2 separate regions of the Rattus norvegicus genome follow, and region 1 is linked to region 2. Evidence: chromatin contacts called from public Hi-C data. All regions are on one chromosome and are shown on one strand. Each heading gives the region's core, a stretch centred on a gene start, on an enhancer-like site or on the middle of the called end of the contact. The rest is flanking DNA. Distances are from core to core; before and after follow the strand shown.

Region 1 (6,134 bases), core at 2,542-5,041, 42 kb after region 2:
TTAAGCAATTTCCATCAACATTCCAATTCTTCACAGACCTTAAAAGGACAATTCTCAGCTTCATATGGAAGCGTGCGCGCGCACGCGCACGCACACACACACACACACACACACACACACACACACAATCAGAGTAGCTAAAAAAATCCTAAACAATAAAAGAACTGCTGGAGGTCTCCTCATTCCCAATTCCAAGTTGTAGTACTGAGCTATCTGATAAAAACCACATGGCACTGGCATAAGAACAGAGACTGATTAATGAATGAAACTGAAAACCCAGATGTAAACACAGACCTATGGGCATTTAATCTTTGATAAAGAAATCAGAAGTCCACACTGGGAAAAAAAAGACAGCATCTTCAACAAATGGTGCTGTCCAACTGGATATGTGTGTATAAAAGACTCCAAATAGATCAACACTTATCACCCCACACAAAACTCAACTCTAGCTGTATCAAAAGACCTCAACACGAAACCAGACACACTGCATCTGATAGAAGAGAAAGTGGGGAATAACCTTGAATTCACTAGCACAGGAAAAGAATTTCTGAACAGAACACTGTTAGCATGGGCATCAACCCATGACACTGAAAAGCTTCTGTAAGGCAAAAAACACCCACAGTCATTCGGACAAAACAGCAGCCTACAGAATGGGAAAAGATTTCCACCAATTCCATACCCGACAGAGGGCTAATACCCCAAATCTATAAAGAACTCAAATAAACTAGGTGTCAACAAATCACATAATCCAATTTTTAAAAATTGGATACAGATCTAAACTGAAAATTCTCAACAGGGTAATCTTAAATGGCCGAGAAACACCTGAAGAAATGTTTGGCATCCTTAGTCATCAGGAAAATATAAGTCAAAATGACTTTGAGATTCTATTTAATGCCTGTCAGAATGGCTGAGTTCAGTAACACAAGTGACAGCCTCATGCTGGTGACGCCCAACCACTGCTGGGAGGAGTGCAAAGTTCTACAGCCACTGTGGAAATCAGTGTGGTGGTTCCTCAGGAAGATGGGAAATGATCTACCTCAAGACTCAGCTCTACCACTCTTGGTCATACAGCCAAAGGGTGCTTCATCCTCCCACAGGGACACCTGTTCAAACACGCTCATTGTTTCTCTATTTATAATTACCATAAGTCAGAAACAGCCTAGATGGCTCTCTAAAGAATGGATAGAGAACACGTGGAACTTTTACTCGTTGGAGTATTACTCAGCCATTAAGAAGAATGCAGATGAACAGAACTAGAAAGAGTTCATCCTGAGTGACCCACAGTGATGGAGAACAGACCCTGACACACAGCCTGCACAGGGCCTGAAGGACCTCTGCAAGGGTCCTCTGGGTATAAATTATGACTTCCAGAATGTGAGAACAAGGGGGTCTTTGACTCCTTGTGCCTTTTCCTGGTCTTTATGTTATTTTTATCATCCCTTAGATGCTTGTTCTTTTTTAATGAGAGACAGAGAGGGAGTGGATCTGGATGGGAGGGGAGGTGGGAAGGAACTGGGAGGAGCAAGGGGGGCAGACCGACTGTAACCAGGTTGTATTATAGGAGGGGAAAAAATCTACTTTCAATAAAAGGAGGAGGCATGAAAATATTTAATTCAAATTGCACAGATGCTGCACTGAGTGAATTAATAAGCAGTACCGGGTGTGAGGCTAAAGGCAAGCAATTTAATAAGGTGACCCTATAGCCTAAACCCTCATTCAAACCCTTATTCAAATAAGCTACTTTAACTGTGCTTGTAGTTGGGCAGAAGACCAAAGTAACTCACTCATTTTACTGATTTGACTCGGAAGTCTAAAATGAAAATCTCCAGTGAGCTATTTTTAGTTTAAAACAGATCTTGCCCTAAAAACTAATCACCACTGAGGAGATAATGCAAGACAACTTAAACTGTCTCAGGTAGAACAATTACTTTCATTAAAAAAAAATCTCAGAAATATTAACATTATTCCCACCTACAACTTTAGAAAATGAACTCGTTGGTAGAGGTCTAGATTAGAGAGAGGCATATAAATGAGGTTGTAAGGCTTTTTTTTTTTAAGGGCTTCAGTACTGGCAACAGTATAACCACACAAATGTAACCTATCATTTAAAATACAGAAGATCAAGTCAAGTTTCAGACATGAAACAGGTGAGGATATTAATTTGTAAAGCTGGTTGTAAAAGGGAAAAAACATTATCTCTGTGGGTACTTTTAAAAAAGCTTTCAGAGGCAGACATTAACGATTCTATTAATTTAGCTGTGCGGGTGTAAATGTAGGCTCTAAACGAACAGGTGGAACAAGGGAATGAGAGCTTGCACTTTGGCTTGTGGTTTGCTTCTCCTCCCTACTCCCCAGGAGCACAGGTAACTCTTTAAATAAAATGCTGGCACTGAAGAGAACTAACAAAGCTCTTGAGTGTCCTCGATGAGTCCTCGTGGTCGCGCTTAGGTAATAAACAACAACCAGACCAAACCAAACCAAACCCCAAACAGCAGCCACAATTTCAGAGTTCTCCCCAAGTCTGGGAGGCTGCGAGAAGGCGTGGCTTGCAGGATTTTTTCCGCACTCGAGTGAAGCAGGCAGTATCCGCTTCCCCTGTGTAAGCGCACTCTCAAGAGAGCTCCCAGATCTTGGGCACTGGGTCCATTCCTAACCATGCTTGTTGCTGGAAACCGTCCGTGTCCTTCCTCCACAATCTACACGGTCAGCTTCCCAGTTTTAGTTAAGCTGTCCAGCCTTACAGAGCACACCCCTGCAGGGGACGCGGCGGCACTCGGTTGAAAGAGCTGGGATGCTTCTAACCCGCAGCAAGTGCCAACTTAATCTACAGTCAGTGCTCTGGCAAACATCAACCCTAGTTGCTAGTTCCCAAAATGGACAGGTGGGCGGTTAACAATAGGCACACACACCCACACACACACACACACACACACACACACAGAGAGAGAGAGAGAGAGAGAGAGAGAGAGAGAGAGAGAGAGAGAGAGTGTTAGAGAGACAGACACATGGAGAAGGAGACAGAAAGAAGGAAAGCAGTGATATGCCATTCGCTTCTCAGGGCCTTCAAGTGCGCTGGAGGGCACTGGAACTCTGGAAGGTTCCTTGGCAGATTTGCGGATGGTGGTTGGACTTACCTTACAGGGAAACAGAACTGCCGAGGCGACCTTCTCCATAGCCAGGTTCCTGATGCTGGGCGTTAGGGCGCCCCTGCACGTCGGGCAGCAGCTCAACTTCTGGCGGCATTGGTTACACACCAGGTGCCCGGCCTGGCACTGCAGAATGGGGGGCAGGACATAGTCAAAACAGACCGGGCACTCGAAGAGCGAGGTCAGCTCGTGGTGCTGCGGGGACACTGGGCCGGCCCCGCCGCCGGCGCCGGGGCCTGAGATCACCGCTGCCGCGGCGGGCACCGCGGACGAGCCGGGGCCCGCAGCCGAGATGGTGGCGGCAGCCGGGGGCGCAGCCGGGGACGGGGCGTGCGGGGTCTGAGGCGGCGGCGGCTGCTTGCTGCAGGGTTTGTTAGCGCTGGGGCCGGTGGAGGACGGGCGGCTCATCGCGCTCCGAGCCCACCATGGACCTGCGGGCTTCTGCCTGCCGCGGGGCCGCCCGGGTTAAGGCGGTGCGCGCCCCGCGGGTGGCGGGCTCCGGGGTAACGCCACGGCGCCCAGTCCGGGGACCGGGCGCGGACCCGACCAGCACCGGGAGGGCGGGGACGCGACCGCGCCGATCCTCTCGGCGGCGCCCGGAGTGGTCGACGCTCTCGGGGATCGCGGCCGTGCGGTGCCCTCCTCCGGAGGCGTTCTGGTGCGCAAAGCCCTGGCCCACCCGCTTCAGGAGCCGCAGCTGACGCAAGCCCCGGGGGCGCGCGCGGACGTGACGCTAAGACACGTGTGCGGCCGACCCGGCACTCTGGGACTGGCAGAGCCACCCTGCGGCCCGCGCAGCTCCGCCCGGCCCAGCTGGCAGCGCCGGAGCGGTTTCCCGCTGGGAACACTTGACTCGGTCGGTCGCCGCCGCGCGGGGTCGCTTCTCGGCGGTGGCGGAAGCCAGCCGGCAGCGCAGGGAGAGGACGCAGCCCAAGTCTTCCGACTCTTCCCAGGGGACCTACACCGACGCGCACAGGACTCCAGCCAGAAGGGCAACTGCTGGCCCGGCGTGGGCGTGGACGGCGCGCGAGTGCGCCAGGGGTGGGGCGGGGCAGGGGCGGGGCTCGGAATCCCCACGTTTCTTTTAGGGTTGAGTCATTGACGCGCCGGAGAAGCTTGCGATCTTGCTGCTCAGCCCGTAGCTTGACACGCGGGGGCGGGACCCGGAGTCGGGCGGGAGCCGCGCGAAGGCCTCGGGTGTGGCCGGGCAGTTAGGTATGAGGGTAGACTCTCCAGTGGTCCTGCCCTTAAGGCTAGGAGGTAAACCCGCGGTTTTCCTTCAAAAGCCCACTGGCGAAAGCTTCTTGGAATTATTTGGCCGCCTCCGGTCCAAGAGAACCCGGACCTCTTGGAGATCTCTGGCTCGGTGGAGAATTAAAATCTCCAAGGAATACCATACACGTGGGTTGGGTTTGTGAGGCCCAAAATGACAGGAGACCCTCTACTATCTGAGTCCTTAATATCTAGTCCTGGTCCAAGCCTTAGGCTTTGAAGCTTACCTGGGGCTTTAAGAGGAAGGTAAAGGATTGTGAGTTCAACGTACCTGTTACCAACCCTCCTCAGCTTGACAGGATTGGTGCTGGATTCCTCCTGAGTCTTCTTTATACACCCCGACATGTGGACTGTCTCAGAGGTGTAAAGTAAGATGTAGACTTAGAGGTGTAGAATAAAGGGCACCTACAGGGGCTGGAGAGATGCCTCAACGTACTATTCTTAGAGGACCAAACTTTGGTTTCCAGAACCTACAATCGCCCATAACCTCAGCTCCAGGGGATCTGATGCCGTTTGGCACCAGTATACATCGTATACACACATGCCCATAAATAAAAATTAAACCTTAAGGGGGTGTTGGGGTGGGGCAGGGGGCATCTACACCCCACCTTCCGATCAAGCAACAAGAGAATTCTACAAGGGTTCCCCTAGTCTCCAGGCAGTCACCATTCAGAACCCATCGAGGTCAGAGAGGAGCCAGAGAGCTTGGAGCAAGCCGTATTTTGATATAATGGATATATCCTGCTTGGACAAAAGTTTTGTGCTTGAACTGATGACACTGAAATTGGTAAAGCTTTACTCTTTGTAGGTAAAACAGATTAGTCAGGACAGGGTGAAACAGTGCCCTGTGACTTTCAGCAAAATTCTTTTAATCTTCTGATTTAGTTTGTAGGACTGTCTGTTTACACAGGTGGAGGTCAGAGGACAGGTTTGTGGGAGTCTGCTTTCTCAAGTTGGCTGGCTTGATGGCAGGCACCCCTACCCTCTAAGCCATCTTCTTGGCTCCAATCTCCTATCCTGTAAAAGTGAATTTAAACAATTCCATCGGGTTTCCTATATGCTATTCTTGTAGAACATTATCCACCATAACCACCTTGTAAATGATAGCCGTAGATTAAAAAAATACAGTGAATATTCATTATTAGTGAGAGTCAGTGACTAGAATCTGTCCATGATACATGCCACTCAAAAGAAAAAGTTAAATTTTTATAAAGAATCTAGAAAGACTTCATGAGTGAATGGGTTATCTAAAGCTGCAGAGACCTTACCAGGTATAAGTGCTATTTAGTAGCCTGCAAAAATTCCCTAGCATTTGCATATGCCAGCCACTGCTCAAGCTCTGAGAATGATACTCGGTTTACATTTTAGGAAGGAAGCAGAAGTGATAAACCATTTAGGGAAAAGGGCTTCAGAGGTTTGGGAAGTACCCAGGCTGCAGGACTATAAACCCAGCATCTTGGGGTTGGAAGAATGCCAAATTCAAGGGCTACCTGAGTTACCGAGTGGCTTCAAGGCCAGCATAAACGACTTAGCAATACTGTCCCCAGTTGAAAGGCTAGGAGTGTAGCTTAGTGGTATGGTGCCTGTCTGCCTTATGCAAGGTCTTAGGTTCAATTCCCAGGAATGCCAAAAGGAAAAGAAGACAGTGGGTTCGTGGGTGGAAAGATGATGTGAAAGGTGAGGGTATTACAGATGGACTGGGGCTGGGTGTGTGTA
Region 2 (6,589 bases), core at 1,293-3,792:
CAGATATGTATGTCATGGCAGCTTACTTCCCTTCTTTGTTCTAATTGTTGATAGTGCAACAGGCCCTGGCATTCAAAAGTAGCGTGCTGGAATTTTACAAGCTTGCGTTATACCGTAGGGTGAGTTTAATGATGAGGCTAAAACTGGACACAGCACAGTATGTGTGTTTCAGGAGTATGAGGGGTGTAAACATCTTTACTGCCCCATTGTTGATGTGTATGTGTGAGTGGGTCAGTGGTGTGTATATATGTGTGAGTGGGTCAGTGGCGTGTATTTATATGTGAGTGGGTCAGTGGTGTGTATGTGTGAGTGGGTCAGTGGTGTGTATGTGTGAGTGGGTCAGTGGTGTGTATGTATGTGTGAGTGAGTCAGTGGTGTGTATGTATGTGTGAGTGAGTCAGTGGTGTGTATGTATGTGTGAGTGGGTCAGTGGTGTGTATGTATGTGTGAGTGGGTCAGTGGTGTGTATGTATGTGTGAGTGGGTCAGTGGTGTGTATATATGTGTGAGTGGGTCAGTGATGTGTGTGTGTGTGTGTGTGTGTGTGAGTGGGTCAGTGGTGTGTATGTATGTGTGAGTGGGTCAGTGATGTGTGTGTGTGTGTGTGTGAGTCAGTGATGTGTATGTATGTGTGAGTGAGTCAGTGGTGTGTATATATGTGTGAGTGGGTCAGTGGTGTGTATATATGTGTGAATGGGTCAGTGATGTGTGTGTGTGTGTGAATGGGTCAGTGAGAACTAGGACCATACATGGGCCACGCTCCTTAAGTCTCTTATCTAGTTCTGTGTTCAGGTCCTGTGGAGGTCTTGTCTTCTTGAAACCAGCCAGTCCATCTTAAATACCCGTCCTTATGTATGCCGCTCTCTCTGTGCCTTGCCCACCTAACACCTATTTGTCTTTTGTGATTTCCAGGATACATCCCCAAGACCATTTCTTGCTGTTATTCCTGTCAGAGAGCACAGATCATCTGTAGTGTCTGAGTGTTTATACGTTTGTCTTGCTGTGTTGTTTCTACGTTGTGGGTGCCACGAGGATAGGAAGTGAATATATCTCACTCTTTTGCCTATGTCAGTGGCCCTGGTAGTAGCTCATCAAATCAGATAGATCACAGCAAGATTAAGCAGTGTTTTTAGGTCAAACTTAGCATAACCCCATATTTCACAGCTGAATGAGCAGGACTCAGAGCCTGACAGTTCTTCTCATCCATGAACTAGCTGCAGCATAGGAACTAGAATTTAAGTTCCTTGGTTTCTATGGTCATGTCACCTTCACAAAATCATGTTCTGTGTGTCCTTGGACCACTTATGATCAACCCAGAAGATATTTTTTAAAAATGTAACTTACGTATGTAGAGATGTATACAATTTATGGGTCTATAACTTGACAAATTTTGTACATGTTAAGGCAAGTTCTAATGATACATAATGATTGTGTGCACGCACACACACATATGCCGGTAGTGTAAGCTGCCTCATTATTGATATCTATGATATATATCATATATATATATATATATATATACATGTGTGTGTGTGTGTGTGTGTGTGTGTGATATATATCAGTTCTTGTTTTTTGATGAAACACACACCTTCACAAGCAAAGCTATCCACATAGACTGCCATTCTGAGACTTCCACATAGGATGGCCCCATTCCCCTGGTTGGTAAGTGAAACTGTGCTCACCAGGTCAGAGCAGTTAACCTTTTATTTTGTCATTGTGGCTGTCTTGGCTGATGAGTCAGTGCACTGCCCCACAGTCCTAGAATCCCAGTCACCTTCCATGGCGGGGCACTGGTGGGACCAGCTCTCCCTTTTAAATAGGGTGTACTGCATCTGGAGCTACTTGTCACTCTAACCAGAGTTTCTAGGAGAGACAGCCCTAGAGGTTTCCAAGTGCTCTGGGCAAGCCCTTGGGCGGTCTGGTGCAAGGTTCACAAATGCCTCTCCCCCCTTTGGTACACTCCGTTGTGATAGAACTTTGTCCTCCCCGCCTCCCACTTTTCTGCTCTTTGGATCTGCCTTGGTGAAAGTGCATTAGCAAATGCCAAAGAGAAGCTGGACAGCACCCGTGCAAAGGGAGTCTTACCCATGAACAGCAGGTGCCAGAGGCTGGACTGATCCCTGTGGGGTTAGTCCATGTGGAGCAGAGGCAGACGATTGCAGCTGAGGGTCCTTCAACTGAACAGCGTGTCACCCAGCTGAGTGAAAAGGAGACAGATGTTCAGTGCACACCAGCTAGCCACGGGGATGAGCCAGCTAATCATCAGAACATCTGAGCTCAACTATGGAAAAATGGGAAAGTTTGTTATGTAGCAACAAACCTTAAGTCTGTGTCTATGTGTCTCCAGTGTCTCGAATTCTCTAGGTCTCTTTCCATTGTCTTTGTTTGCGTAGCCATATCTCTTTGCATACTTGATTATTTGTCTTATACACCAGATGTTACTGAAATAAAATTATGACTATTTCAGGGCACCATAATGAAGAAACAGAAGGGACACCTGAATGGAAATGGTTCTCCCTCTCCTTGTCTGATTTTGACCTCTCCCTGGTTGACACCCAGGAATTTCGACATAACTGACAAGGTTATCTGTATCCCCGGTTCAGACAAACTCCCCAACTGAGGCTGTGAATGATTTGTCAGCTATGCTTTCTGCTTAACCTACTGGCCACCTATTTATCACTAAAACCCCTTTGAGTGATTTATGTCCACTAGGACTCCCTTCTCCACCCTGAGACGGTGAGCGTAAAAGTCTTTCTTCAAGGCTAAAACTGAGAATAAGAAAAACACTTTTCCTAAAACCTCAACTTAGTTCAGATACTATTAAAGCCCCCAAGCATGCAGCTTGCTCCTGCTGGGACACTCAATCCATTGTCTTCTAACATCCACACATGGCTTTCTTCATATAGGTCTTGTCTTTCTGCTTTATCAATAAATTTTCTAAGTTTGATCCATTCCAAACAATCTTGAGGTTTGTTACTGGGAAGATTAGCTGTACCCAAGTAGCAGCCTTACCGGACTCCAGGCTTGTCAAGCCACACTATAGGCTACCGTTAGCTGCATTCCCTGCTTCTGGTGGCAGTCAGAGGTTGGGGATTATATAATCTTCCTTTGGAGAGACTTATACTTTCCTAGGAAGGCACGCGGGCATACTTGAAATAAGAAATAATATATGATCACCCAGCTCTGTTTGGGTGATTGCTGTGATTTGAAGCTGAAACAAAGCTTCAACTGTTTCTTTTCTTTCTTTCTTTTTTTTTTCCGGAGCTGGGGACCGAACCCAGGGCCTTGCGCTTGCTAGGCAGGCACTCTACCACTGAGCTAAATCCCCAACCCCTCTTTCCCACTCTTGATTGGAGTTCACTCTCATTTTCTGTTCTAAGCCCACTCAAAATTATAAGAGATTTTGTATAGATCCTCAGTTGCCATTTTAAAAATCCATATATATCTCAGATAGAAAGCACAGGTGCACTTCCCTGGATCTAGATTTTCCTTCTGTGGTAGTTTGAGTGAAAATAGCCTTGCAGGGACTGTCACTCTTGGGAGGTATGGTCTTGTGGAAATAGGTGTGGTCTTGGAGGAGTTGTATCAGTGGTGGTGGTAGTGGTGGTGGGGCTTTGACGCTTCAGAAGCTCAAACAAAGCCTCCCATTTTAGTCTCTTCCTGTTGCTTGTCGATGGGAATATAGAACTCTCAGCTCCCTCTCCAGCACCATGTCTGCCTGTAGGCTGCCATGTTTCCCGCCATGACAATAATGGATTCAACCTCTGAATTGTAAGCCAGCCCCAACTAAACGTTTTCCTTTATGAGGGTTGCCGTGGCCATGGGGCCTCTTCCCAGCAATAGAGACCCCAGTTAAGACATCTTCTTTGGGGGCTGGGGATTTAGCTCAGTGGTAGAGCGCTTACCTAGGAAGCTGGGGTTCGGTCCCCAGCTCTGGGAAAAAAAGAAAAAAAAAAAAGAAAAAGAAAGACATCTTCTTTGTATAAGTTGCTTTGGTCATGTCGTTTTATCACAGCGACAGAAAGTAACTAATGAAAAGGGCATAACCCATCACGCTTGGCCAACTGAACTCCCAGTTTCACTCCTCTGCTGATTCCATTGGGATATTCTGGAAAGGAATGCAAAGCTCTCGTTTAAACATCCCTTGCAACAAATCTCTTCTCTTTAGTGCCCAAATCTATATGCCACATGCTATTTTATAGCTCTCAGAACATTTTGATTGGGATTTTATATATTAACTAATAAGATATATTTATTTTTATTTTATGTGTAGATTTTTTTCTGCATGTAGGCATGCACATCATATGTGTGCCTGGGGCTGTGGAGGCCAGTAGAGGGCTTCTGATCCGTGGAACTGGAGCTACAGAAAGTTATGAACATCTATATGGGTTCCATGGGGAATCAAACCCAGGACCTCTGGAAGAGCAACCAGTGCTCCTAAACATTGAGCCATTTCTCCAGCCCCTGATGAGGAGAGTACAATGAATGTAGAGTTTACTCATTAGGACAAGAACAAAGAGTTCATCTCATTGTTTTCCCTTAAGATATATTTTTTATTTTGCTGCTACGATGTTTGTTTGTTTAATTTTTTGCTTCCATGCATGTCTGTATGTGGAGAAAGCCACACGTGGAATTTCAGCTTGTTTTGGGTGTGGGAGCTAAGATTCAATCCCAGGCCCTCTATAAGAGCAGTGTCCTTAACCACCAAGCCACCTCCCCAGCCCCAAGCATTCCTTGTGTGACTATCACTACTCACCAGTTCTTCTGTTCATGAGTATTTGGTCATCTTCAATTCGAGGGCTATTATAGGCCGGGCTGGGAGCTTTCTCATACTTCACTTTGGTATGTATACATTTACTACTGTTGTTACTTTAGTTACAGGAAGAGTCCACAGTCACTAACATCTCTGTCTCAGTTCTTCTGGGATGCAGTAACAAAGAGAAACACACTAGGCAGCTTATATAACATGGGCACTACTTTCTCTCTATTCTGTAAAGTGATTCTATCCAAAATTCGGCCTTTCTGTGCACTCTATTATTTAGCCTTCTGACTTCATTTTTCTTCATCTTACAGATGAGGCAACTGAGACACAGAGAGCTCAAGCATCCCACTCAAAACTACATGAGCCTGGGTGGTTCAGCAGATAAGGTGTTTTTGTTCCAAGGTCCTGACAACCTGACTTGGATCTCTGGAACCCACCTACGGGAAGGAGAGAACTGGCTTCCACAAGTTGTCCTCTGATCTCCATTCACCTGTACACGTATATACATGTGAAAAGAATAAATAGATAAATAAATACAATAATAATAAGAAAATCCCCTCACAGGTACAGCAGGAGGAGCTACAGTGGAGCCCAAAGGATCTGGGAGCAGAGACTGAGCTCTTTGTCACTTACAATGTCTCCCATTCCCAACTTCCCCAGTGCTGGGGAAGAGAACCTAGAAATTGTCTAAGTGAAAAAGTCATCCCCGACACCGACTGACTTCTAGCTGCAAACCTAATCATTCACTGAGATTCTATAATATGTCTTCTCATTTTCCCTCAAATCTAGACTTAAATTATTCATGTCCATCCTGAATGTGTTATCATTTCCTGAATGATCTACTGTGTCTCTCTGCATCCTTCAGAGCACAGCTGGAACTGTAATTCAGGTTGCAAAAACAACCTTAATTCTTTTTTACTTTTTTTCCCCCAAAACGGAGTCTCGCTATGCAGCCTTAGCTGGTCTGGAACTTGCCGTGTAGAACAGGCAGGTCTTAAATTCACAGGGATCTCCTCTGTCTCTCCAGTGATGGGATTAAATATGTGACTACCACAACTGGTTCCAATCTCAATTTGCTAATTTGAAACTAAACCTTGGCATTGTTTGGGGACGAAGTTGAGACGGGAACACAAGTCGTGATACCTTGCAGGAGGTGCCTCATTTCTTCTGCCTTTCTTCCCCTTGAGCTATGCATGGTGGCCACATTGGTTAACCACCTGACCCCCCATACCTACCCAGATCTGCGTGCCCACCACACCCTCTTCCTTCCTTCCCTCCACTCTCCCCACCCTGAAACTCTGTGGACTCCACTCAGCCTTTGCTTCCTGTGAGGAAACCAGGGCGTTTCGTGTTCATTGTATGTCTCAGAACTTCTTTGCCTTCTTTTGCAGAGGTCTTAGTCATATAACCAGCTGTCTAGATACCCTCCCCGACAGAAAAAGATGCCCCCTTGTGGTTGCCTGACCTCGTTCCCAGGATTCGGCACAGTCTTTTGCTTCATTACAAACTAGGAAGACCTAGCTGTCTTGGTCATGCTGTCTTATCCCAGCAATAGAAAAGCAACTAAGGCACTATACCTAACCCTCTAACAGCCTTAGTGCCGACCTCTGCTTCCAACTCGTGGGTGTCATACAAGCTCCTCCACCCCAAGGCCTATCCTGCCCATCATGCGTCCTTTCTAATTTCCTGATTATTGCAGAGGCACCAAACCAAACACATACTTTGAAAACTTGAAACTAGGATCTACAAATGAAGGAGCACAGGAAGTTCCATCTATTTACCTGCAAATTTCATGTTTTCCTCATAGCTGAGCAAAGTTCTATTGTGT

What was found. A called contact is a pair of places that touch in the nucleus more often than the background predicts.
Region 1: a contact with region 2 is called in a Hi-C map of liver, with 4 times the contacts expected there. The contact joins the promoter of Siah2 here to the enhancer-like site in region 2. A contact is called at or near these places in 3 of 12 Hi-C or Micro-C datasets (Schwann cells, kidney and liver).

What each region holds. Positions count from the first base shown.
Region 1 is chr2:145,077,884-145,084,017 of GRCr8, forward strand. It overlaps Siah2 (siah E3 ubiquitin protein ligase 2), which reads right to left and starts at 3,792. Exons shown (of 2, transcript NM_134457.2): 1 at 3,135-3,792. The coding sequence starts at 3,554. It overlaps LOC134485621 (a long non-coding RNA gene), which reads left to right. Exons shown (of 2, transcript XR_010063819.1): 2 at 1-1,605.
Region 2 is chr2:145,037,304-145,043,892 of GRCr8, forward strand. No RefSeq gene overlaps it. Among named protein-coding and RNA genes, the nearest start is that of Erich6, 13 kb to the left of the region's middle. Within about 2 kb of position 2,543, at least 4 of the 93 cell types and tissues checked have an H3K27ac peak or open chromatin away from gene starts, as enhancers often do. A contact at or near this core is called in kidney and liver, where this site is marked.